Linked DNA regions of Anas platyrhynchos: region 2 is linked to region 1. A link is a contact called in public Hi-C data. All regions are on one chromosome and are shown on one strand. Each heading gives the region's core, a stretch centred on a gene start, on an enhancer-like site or on the middle of the called end of the contact. The rest is flanking DNA. Distances are from core to core; before and after follow the strand shown. Region 1 overlaps ARID1B (AT-rich interaction domain 1B). Region 2 overlaps ARID1B (AT-rich interaction domain 1B).

Region 1 (5,575 bases), core at 1,819-4,318:
AATTAAGAAAGTTGCGGTTTCTTTGTTGTCGTGGGTTTCAGTCGCAAGACCAACAGGAGCAGGCTTCCTGCACCAAGGTGGGGTTCCTGGCTCCGGGCAGCAGTTCTGGTCGCACCAGTTATGCAGTCAGGGAGAAATTTGCAGAAGAAAAAAGAAATCTGGTCTAACCTGCTCTCCTAATCAAGAAAGAGCAGCCAGGTATTTGCAAGCGCTCTGTCCTGCCCTCCTCCCACCCCCAAACAAAGAGACCACCTGCCTAAACATTTATTTAAAATGTGCAGGTATTTACAAGCAAGCGCTGCGTTCCAGTTGTCAGATGAGCTCTCGGTGAATCTGATATTCCCTCCAAGTTCAAAACAGCCGTATAAATCACACGGGCCACACAGGACTGCAAAGGGCCCGCGCTATCGCACCAGCAGCATCCTGGTTACAGTTTAACAGCCTGCAGTTCAGCTGCACGCTGCCAGAAACACAAAGCTGAGCTAAATGCTGGCAAACCAGGGGAGGAACGTGGGGCTGCGAGGTCTCAGCACCCCACCAATTAAGAGTGTGGAGTAACAGAGGAAAGACTGAGAAAATAAATCTCCCTCCCCCTTTTTTTGTTGTTGTTGGTGGTAATTCTCATTGCTGCACTGTAGGGACTGATGTGAAATGGTGGGTTCAGTCAGACCCTCAAGCTGACGGGTGTTCCCATCAGGAGAAGAGCACCAGATGCTTTTGGGGTGTTTCTACAGATCCTAGCAAAGGGCTAACCCCCCGTGCACATCGCAGGGCAGCTCCTCGAGCCAGGACCGAAGCAGGCGGCCGCTGCCACGAGCACTGGCTGGTCAGGGGCTGCAGCAGCACGTATGAACAAAGCGTCGGCTTAAGTCAGCGCAGAAACACAGCAGAAATACTGAGGGAAGGGGGATGCATGTCACCAGAAAGGCATAGAGAGTTGCAGACGTCGCTTCAGGAAAAACTGGGCGATGTCCCGAGTCGCACACACGTGTGTTTAGGAAAGCTGTGTGCCAGCTTCTGACCCCTCGGACTCTCCGAAGGGCAGCGGCAGCTCTCAGCTTCCACCACAAAGCCACGCGTGGTCCCAGCCACATCTTGGTGATACAAACTCCACAGCATTGCTGGTGATGGCTGCTCACCATGTTCTTGTTCTTAAAGCAGAGATGATACGGGAAGAAAGCCAGCAGTTCATTCATTTATTTATTTTTTAGCGCTAGTTCCCAGCTGATGGCAAACCACGCAACAGCATGGTTTGAGGACTCGGAGGCAGGGGTGATGCTCACCAGCTCTGCTCACCCCAGCCCTCCACATTGCACTCAGAGGAGCTTTTGGAAAGCAGAGCACTTCCACAGCCCCATGCCAGCTGCCCAAGCCTAACCCTGAGGCCGCCAGTATTTATTCTGCAAGCATCAGTAGCTGCTTCACATGGAAAAGAAGCATTGGGCGTGTATTCATCAGTATTTTGGGTCACCAGAGAGATGTCTAGCAGAAGAAACAAGGGAATAAATATATCTAGGAAAAAGCTCAGCATGCTGTCCCCTCACGGGGACACTGCCACAGGAGGCAGTTCCTCCCTAAAGCCTTGCCTCGACTTCCCTGAGACTGCACTGCAGGAGTGCGTGCGCAGGCAGCATCGCTGACTGGGACAGAGCGCAGGGAGCAAAGGGGCAGCTGCTGCCGTGCCATTTATCCAGCACGCCTGGACACTGGGGGACATTTGGGGGTTCCCAGCTAATGTGGCTTTCTTTCCTCTCCTGTGCATCATTTCATCTTCTCTTCCCCCATGCAAGGTTGTCCACATCCACCACCACCGCGTGATGAGCCAATAAAACCTCACTTTTTTCCATATCCTCCCATAAAACTTTAAAATCCTGAAAAGAAATACCAGAGAGATCTCCTGAGGCTGAAATTCCCAGACATTATAACTACTGATTCTGCAGGTGAAGCTTCCAGACCACGATCGCCATCACTCAGCCCTGAGATTTCTTGGGTTGCCCTGGCAGTGAGATGCATAGGTCCAGGCAGGAACATGCTGAAATTGCTGCTACTCGCTTAGCCATAACCACTGCAAACCGCTTTGGCTCCTCTGTAAGGGGCCCCTGAGCGCCGCTGAGAGCCCTAAAAGAGCACCGTATTCCCTGCTATGGTGCCCTTCTCTCCCCTTAAAAACCAGCTGGCACAAAGGGCACTCGGGAGGCTTCAGCAAGCCTAAAACACAGCTTTAAAATGGCTCAGAGGAAGAAGGCTGGGAAATCCTTTTAGTCATCTCCGAACACCTCCGATAACACAACTCCACAAAGAGAACAGCAGCAACAGAGCTGGTGAAACATGTAATCCTAATTTTGCTCTGAGCAGCGAAACAGAAGTTACTGGAGGCTAGTATGAATATCTATTCTTTCTGAGCTGAAACAAATCCAAAAACTTATTTACAAGCCCCCGGATTCCTACCTAAGTCAACAGTGCACAGGCAGATGTAAATGAGGGCTCATTTCTCTGTATTTTCCTATATACTAAACACACACATAGACACTCCAAGTGTCAACATATCAAGACAGAGATAATTCAGACACTTGAAAACATCCTCTTCTGAAAAGGATTAATTGGCTTTAAAACAATTTAATTTGGCTTTGAAGATGCAACTTGCAGAAGCAGCCACCAGATGGCAGAAGCAGAGGCTGCTCGGAGACTTCAACAAAAGAAAGCTGTCTTAAACAAGGCAAGCATTAAAAGAAAACAATTTTTATGCCTACTTTTTCTTCTTCTTGAATAACTTCTTTCCTCCTTCCTTCCAGGAATTAAGTGCTATTTTGTGCCAATCGATCTAGTTCAAATCTCCAAAAAATAAAGATGGAAAAATTAACAAACACCAAAATCTCTCGAGAACACATTTTCTCAATTTTCTCAAATGGCATCGCTACTCCATCTCGCAGCTCAAGGCTTCCGTGTTATGGATACCGCTAGAACAACAGTTTCCTTCTAGATTTGCACCGTCATAACTCACGGTCAGCCACTAAATGTATTCTCTTTGGTGTCCTACGCTTCAAAGCAGGAAGCTGACACGTAGCTACACCGCGCAGCAGCTGAATTTCCCCTCGAGATTTGAACTTCTGGTAGCTGGGGCTGTGAGAATAAGCAGGCTACAGGAGATGCAGCGTGGTGCGCTGAGTGTAGCAATACAGCACCGTTTGCAAGGTGGAGGAAAGAGAAAAATAAAAATAAAAGCTTAGTGAACTCGAGTAAAAGTAGCATGGTTGGGAGCCAAAAAGAGGTTTCAGTCCTGAGCACACGTCATTCTTAAAATTGTATATCCTGTGTCGGAGAGGGAGCACTGAAAAAATGCATCCCGGCCGCAGGTATTTGAAAAGACTTAGGAGCTGCCTCCCTCAACAACTTCCAGAGTTATTAAATTTTGGAGGTGAGGTCACCGCTTTCTGCTGCGTCACAGAACCAAAACGCGGCCACTTCCACGAGCAGTGCCCACAGCCCCGCGGTGCTGGCACCGCCACATCGGAAATGCCACCCTCACTGCGTCTCTCTAGCAGAACGGTGGCTCCATGGCACGGATTTCCCTGTCGAAGAGAAATCTTTCCTCCTGGACTTGTCTTCTCCGAAGGAACCATAAAATCCCTCCGCCAGCGAGCACGTCCATCGGGAGCGAGGTCGGGGCTCCTGGAGCCCAGCAGCGCGGCCCCAGCAGCGCCCAGGTGAAGCTGGCTCCGACGTGAAGACGGCACCAGACGCAGTGCTGCAGATAATTGTGCCTCCGCACGGCAGCAACACCTCCCTTGCAACACAGGCAAGGCTTTCTCGCCTGCCCCTGCTTTTAAATGACACCTGCGAATCGCTAATCCAGTCGCCGTTGATTTCCATATGTCAAATTACAATCCCAACTTGTGCGCAGCAACATAATAGTAATGATTAAGCCAATTACATCACAACGCAGCTTAAAAGCGCACACAATGGACGGATTAGAGCCGGCGACCAAACACGAGCGCCCTGTTCTGGCTGGAGCTCCCCCGCTGCGGGAGCATCAGCGGCTCCCTTTCCCTCGCCCCGAGCCTCCCGACAGGTCTGCCACCAGCACGGTGCCCTGCAGCAGTGCCACGCCACGCCACAAGCTCTGCCAAAAGGGCTGCAGCACCCAAGGGTGGCTGGCACCTCTGCCAAGAGGCCGGGATGCATGGGAGAGGCGGCATCACCCTCCCAGGCTGGGCCAGGCCGCTGCTACCCAGACGGATTTGGGTCAGGTCGGTGCTGGCAGCAAAAGTTGTGGGGAAAGGGAGGGGAAGAGAATAGGAAACTAAGCACTGACTGGAAAACAGCCCGGCAGCTCCTTCCCCAGGCAGGGCTGGACACTGTAGCCCACCTGGAGCATGTGCCGCCTCCTTTCCGCACTGCCACGCCAACTGATGCCAACGTGAGACTCCTACAAGGTGTGGATTAAATCTTTATATCACGACCAACCTCTCAGACTCAGGTTTTCCATTCTAACTGAGGGATTAAAATGTCCTGATGAGAACTGAGCGTCTAAATCTCAGGATTTAAGAAATTCAGACACGGGTATTTTCATTTGTCCATTGCCTTGGTGTTTGTGTTGGCGTCGTTCACAATGGTTAAACCTTTTACCTCTTATTTCTGCTCTGTGCACCTTATTCTTTTTTCCCTTTCTTTTTCACATCTTTGTATCCCTCCTAATTTTCTCCGCCATCTGGGAGCACTGGTCCCATCTGCTAAAATCTGTCCTCCTATTCCAGCTAAAACCAACACAAAATAAATCGGAACTGTTAGCATTTTACATGTCATCATTAGGCTCTAATAAGATTAACGGGACTGAAAGGGCTTCCAACTTTTAAATACATTCCTGCGTGCTGACTGCAGACCCAGGCAGACACCGCTCCATCCGGTCACTCTTATTCTACCTGACTTTCTCGGCAGTCCCGGGTTCAAAGACAATTCCTGCATGTGCAAGCTGGCACTCGGCAGAAGCTGAATGAACCATGCCCAGCTGTTAGGTCTGTCCCACATCACCTACCACCCGCTCGTGATCTGCTGGGTGGTCATTTCCCCAGGTCTCTCCATAAACAGCCACGCACATCACAGCCACTCTAAATACTGAAGCTGAAAGATCAGTCAAAAGCTGGATTAATTTTTTTTTCCTTTAAGGAACAACCATGCATACAAACGCACACACAAACGCGTGTATAAATAAAACTGAACGCCACATGTTCCATCTTCCAAAATGCTATTACGGCACACTAACAGCTTACCCCTTCTGCAAAATTAGCTGCAAAGAAAGCTGAATGCTTTTGCTTCCTGCCATTCAACCGAAGGAGAGGTTTGGACAGTAACACTACCGTATTTGTGAGTCTTCATACTCAAACGGCACCTTTTATTTAAACTGCTTACACTTAAAAAAAGTTGGTATTAAAAACATCATTTTTTTCCAATAAATTCCATCTATTTTATCTTTGTTTTGGGAAGACCGCTTTCTGATTAAAACAGTGAGGCGGAGGGACCATTTTGAAGGACTTATTACCAGCGGTCTGCGAGTTGCACCTGTTCTGTGCTTGCAGAG
Region 2 (5,575 bases), core at 1,220-3,719, 120 kb before region 1:
AGGATATGGAAACAACCCTCTACTTTGGAAGAAAGTGACATATTCCTCTCTTCATGTTTCACCTTAGATTTTACATTTGTTAATCTATTCTCTGAATTCCTTATATCTATTCTTGCAGGTATTTTATTACTCTAGCCGTTTCGTTTTGATCGTGGACATCCTGAAACAGAAGCCCTATCTTTTAAAGTGCTTTCTAAGCTTCGGTACTAAACAAAGAATGAATAAGAAAGACAAACACTAATGTTCTTTTAGAATAGGTAATCTCTGTGTACATGACTGGAGCTGACTTGTGGACGTCCAGGAAAAAAACCTATGTATACATAGCTAATGAATTCTTCATCTCACGTCCATGTCTCAGTAATGCTTCTCTCTCAAGTGTCATAGCAGATCTGTAAGAGTATGCTTTTAGGAATTTAAAATCCATTCAAAAGGAAATAAAAGGAGCATTTCTGTTAGTGAGAAGTGAAATCCTACAAACTCTTCCCGCAGTTCACTCAACGGCAGCACGGAATTGCAGGACTGCCACAGCTTTTTCCTTGCAAAGCCTGAATGGCAGCACGGGCTGCTTTCAGGAAAGACCCTTGATTTACCAGAAAGACGCAGTTAAAAAAATAAATATATAAAACAGATTTCTCTTGCCAGCAATTTTTTCCCTCCAGGAAAAAAAAAAAAAAAAGAATTCAACCTCTTGAAACGCCATTAATAGGAGGCCTGACGCGCTCTCTAGGATATCCCTACCTTTTGCCAGAAGCTACAAATGTATACTCTAAAGTAAACAATGGGAAGGTTACTGAAGGTTAAGCACATTCGCATACTTCAGAGCGAGCAGCCAGCCGCCACGCTGGGAAGATAATTCACACAGCACGAGCCCCGTGCCCCAGTTTGGCCGGGCTGGGGGCCGCTGGCTGCGGCTGGGCCCCCCCGGCGGGGCGTGGGGGCACCTCGGCCTGCCCCCACGTCCTCCGACCCCTCGCCCATCCGTCTTCTGTGGGGATTCCTCGGCTGGCCTGGTGGCACGCTGCGTGGCATCACCTGCCCGCTAATAACAGCAGGTCGGTCGGCCACCCGCTGCTGAAGAGGGATGGGTTTGGTTCCAGGGGCACTCACTGAAGGGCTGCGTTGTGCTGCGTCCCCCCCGCTGTCCCTCTCCCCAGGGCCTGCTTCTCCACTGCCAGGGAAACTTTCAGTTCAGGACTTGCCACTGGATTTGTGCATTTGGGTCAAAACTATCGAATGCACATGATGGGAAGCGCATTTTGTCTTTGTACCCACTTCTGGAAAGTACTGGAGCCCCAGAAGGATGCTTACGAAGGCCCACGGTGCCTTTCTCTCCATAAAGGAGTGCCTGCACAGCAAAATAACACCCAATAGTTGGCACGGACCTTGGCACAGACACAACAACCAGGACACAGGGCCAGCAGGGGTCCTCTAATAGCTAGCCTGGCATTAGGCATCTGCTGGTGGTGTCCACCACGGTGGTACTACCTGACCCAGGCAGACCCAAGGCGTGATATCAAGGTCTCAGCCTACCACAAGCACGTCTCCAGCCTGCACAGCCTCAGAGCAGTGCAAGACACACTGCAACACCTTCAGGCCCCCACCTCTGCCTGGCAGTTTTCTGAAAGGACAGAAGAGGCTCCAACAGTACTATGGAGCCAGGACGTTTATTACAATAGGCAGCTAATCCTATCACTAATGCCTTGGCTACAGTGCCAACGCTGGCTACTCCGACTCCCTTCTTCAACTTCATATAATTGCTGACACTACCCTGAATTGCACTGTACACAGCACTAAACTATTCTCTCCTTTACATATCATTTACCTTATTAGAGTTAATGATGCAAAAACCAAAAGTGATGGGAAATCCCAAATACAAGCAAATGGACTAACACACGAACCCACAGTGCTGCATCGCAGTCCCCCAGATTTGCCTTGCACACCACAACCTTTTCCCAACCAGGTTCTTCTGCTGGGCTCTGCTTCCTATGGTTTTTGCACTGTTTCTCATGGACAAAGTACAACACGCCCCCTCTGAGACAAATCCCCCTGCTTTTTTATCAAATTACCCAAGCACTAATGCTGCCAACTGCTTCTTTGCAAATGGTGTCTGCTTCAAAGCGGTTCTGCCTGCACTGAGCTAACTGCACAACAGAGGCTAATGGTTAAAAGGAGGACCTTACGAGGCTGCTGTTCCGTGTTGTACCGGGCTCCTGCTCCCTCTGAATGCCAAAGAGTAACAGATTATCTAAAGTACATCCACAACTCTACTTCTTTTGTGCAGTTAAAATGTTAATGTTGGTATAAACCAAAGAAAAAGGAGCGAGAAAAAAAAAGCTGACTATTAAAAAGAACAGGCTTGTACTCTGCAGCATCTATACCTCAGCGGGATTTCATGTACTAAAGCTGATACACACTGGGAAAGCCTTTCTGCGTACAGAAGTGCAGTCCATTCAGTGACACGAGTTCTTTTCTAGCCAACAAAACAAACCTTGAGATCTTTGCTTGCTTCCCCCTCTTCCAGTCTCTATGTCCTGCTGTGTTTTTATCTTAGAAAAATAGTTTCAGTTCTCCTCATGGGCAGCTTCCTTGAATGTTATGATAAATTTAAACTCGGACTTTATCATTTTAATCTGTGGCATCGTGATACAAAAGGACGCTGTAAAAATGGTACGTCTGGTGTTTCTATTCCTTTGTTTCCAGTCTACGTATTTAAATAAGGATTCTTCATCTCAAAGTTCAACAGATTCACAGGAATTGTCCCCGAACAAACTGCTGAGCGCAGTGTTGGAGGGGGACGGGCAAGGGAGGAGACAGCAAAGCACAATACCCTTTCATTTTTAGTACTGCTTCTTAGTTTTAGAAAGAAATTAATTTCCTCCTGACACTCCTTAGCAAGTCTAAACAATTTCACTCCCCTTACCAGCCTTCTTGGGAATGAGAGGCAAATGCAACACTTATAATTTTTGCAGTGGGGCACACTCTGGACTTGCTATGCTCATTTCAGACTGATAAACATTTGGACTATAGGCTTCACCTCTTGTACTACGTATTTTTCTTCACATTCTGAAATTACCTTGCAAAGTCATCTTCTATATTAAATTATCAACACTGAGGTACCTGATAACTGTAGGTATTAAAGAGGAAGTGGGACTATTTAAAGTATTACACAAGGAGATGTATCTAGGAGTGTTTAACACTAAACACTGCCCCAAATCCTTAAACCAAATACCTCATGCTGAAAAAGATTTAAGCTTTATTGCCTTACCTTCTTCTGTAGTGACAAAGCACTATCATATGAAATGATCTTGTAAAGGCCAGAACTGTGTTATATGATGATAAAGGTTTTTGCAAATTTTGTGGTATCCACGATAGGAGTTTTCCAACTGGGGCGATACAGCCAGCAAAATACCTCAAGAGCTTGCTGGGTCCCCCACTCTCCACCTCCCATTTTCAGCCAGTGAACCGAAATAACACAAATTAAGTCATTAAATACTTTTCCAATATTGCCTTCTAACATACGGAACTGCTATCAACATTCCAGAATTATGCTCTCTTGGCAATAACAGAAGGCGGTCTACCTAGCAGTAAATGTGAAAGCTGGTATTAGCAAAATTATTTTGTTGCTCAGAAAAGTCTAATAACCAGCAAATGAAAGGAAAATTTTTCAGAAGTCAACTTAATAGACTAATACTTACAACACCTTTTCCTATATACTTAAAATGTCACTGCTAAAGAATTTTCCTGTGTTGAGTATCAATCATGACTATCAAATCTTGCAAGTCTCAAGTTAAATTAATTTAGAAAGAAACCACACTGTACACACAAAAAGAATGGCCCAAATCAATCAATTCATGTTCTGATTTTTCAGAGAAGATAAAAATGGTGATGCTAACAACTTATCTGACATGCAGGATTAACAACAACAGAATAGAGAGCGTGCCTCCAGACTACAATGTCTGGCCGTGGGGATACACCATACTCTCAGCTCCTTCCATCTGCCACACATTCAAGGCGAGCCACATCAGAGCAAACATCTGAGATCCACTCATTAGCCCAGCATCTGCCATCCTGCCTCCAACTGAAGTTTTACCAAGCAACAGCCACGCTGAAAATGCAGCTTCAGAGCCACAGCAATGAAGGTGCAGGCAGAAGGACCTCATCTTTAGATAAATGGAAACTCCTCCTGGTGCTGGCTGCCTCGTGTCTTACAGCACGAGCACGTCCTCGCAGAATGCTATCATTTTTACTACAACAGCTTAACTCTTTGAATCTTAGAGATATGATGGTACATGCACCTTGAGCAAAGACTAGATACATAACCGTGGATGGCTCCTCAGAGTTAAATCTGACTCAACTCAGGAGCCGGTTCAAGTTGGAAAACAAGATGCCAACAACATATTTATCCTCGCAGTTTGTCTAATATTAGCAAGACATGCTTCTAAATATAAAAACTGCAACCTAGTGAATATCTTGCGCATTTAAAAATGGTTGTGTAAGAGGCTGCAGTTTTTCCTACTTACCAGGAGATGGCGGCTGAATCTTAGGTTGTTTCTTGGTATCTCCGGTGCTGAAGACTTCTGGAGGGGGCTCCTCCCCTCGCTCGATCTTGCACTCGAAGGCAAACAGGTACTGAATGTATTGTTTTTTCAGGGAGCTGGCTGCACTGCTCGAAGTGCCAACGTTCAATGTTGTTGCCAGCTCACGCCACTTCTTGTTTTTATTAACCTAGCACAAGAAATGGCAGAATCATTGGTTTGCAGCAGACTGGTTTGTTTAAAAGTCAGGAGACAAAAGAAAAAAAAAAAGTACTTAATGTCTTGGTTTACTTTTTTTTTTTATTATTATTATTATTTTCCTCTTCTAACTAATGCTCATTACTCCCACACGAAGTAATGCATAGACAGCATTTACAGTTATAAAACCATTAAGGAACCTGCTGATAGCTACATAAAAAGCTTTGCTTGTTGAGAGTCTTCTGCATGGTGCATCTTTTAAATGCCTTGCACTCTTCCAGGGCCTGTGCTCTTCAGTTAGCAATTTATCTCCAAGCAAATGCACGCTCACTCTTGCTCTGACACCCACCCACACCCACCCCATTCTAATTAAAAAGCAGCTTCTAAAAACTAATTTAAAAAGCAATAACAGCGCTATTCTGCAATTTAAGTGTTTGAGCACCGATATGAAAAATATTTTTTCTCTCCAAACTAGCCACCAGCTGTCAGACAGTTTAGCCTGTAATTCCTGGCTCGAGTCCTTTCACTTTAGGGCATCTTGCAGGGACAGATCAATGATGCTTTAGCTAGATGAGAGGCAGAGTGAAGTGAGGCCCCTTCATTAATTAAGGCAGACTTCAAACACGCAGGACTAGCCCAGCAGTACCCTGTATTACATTGCTGACTGCACAGCTCCACTGCGAGTCTTGTTTGCAGTGCAAGGCTGAGAATATCCAAAGAATCTGCTCCTGAGTTCTTCAAACACAGCTGATCTGCAGTAACAGCTCAGTTCATTTGTCATCCTGGATGATGCCACTGGCTCACTCAGCTGTACCAGTCGTAGCAGAGTATTTTGCTGTAAC

Evidence for each region. Hi-C and Micro-C count contacts between places; a contact is called where the count stands out from the background.
Region 2: a Hi-C map of skeletal muscle shows a contact between it and region 1, with 2.0 times the contacts expected there. The contact joins two enhancer-like sites. A contact is called at or near these places in 2 of 8 Hi-C or Micro-C datasets (skeletal muscle and subcutaneous adipose tissue).

What each region holds. Positions count from the first base shown.
Region 1 is chr3:56,662,049-56,667,623 of IASCAAS_PekinDuck_T2T, reverse strand. All of the region lies in intron 4 of ARID1B (AT-rich interaction domain 1B), which reads right to left. Among named protein-coding and RNA genes, the nearest start is that of ARID1B, 180 kb to the right of the region's middle. Within about 2 kb of position 3,068, at least 3 of the 8 cell types and tissues checked have an H3K27ac peak or open chromatin away from gene starts, as enhancers often do.
Region 2 is chr3:56,780,370-56,785,944 of IASCAAS_PekinDuck_T2T, reverse strand. It overlaps ARID1B (AT-rich interaction domain 1B), which reads right to left. Exons shown (of 19, transcript XM_072035945.1): 12 at 4,521-4,725. Among named protein-coding and RNA genes, the nearest start is that of TMEM242, 100 kb to the left of the region's middle. Within about 2 kb of position 2,469, at least 2 of the 8 cell types and tissues checked have an H3K27ac peak or open chromatin away from gene starts, as enhancers often do.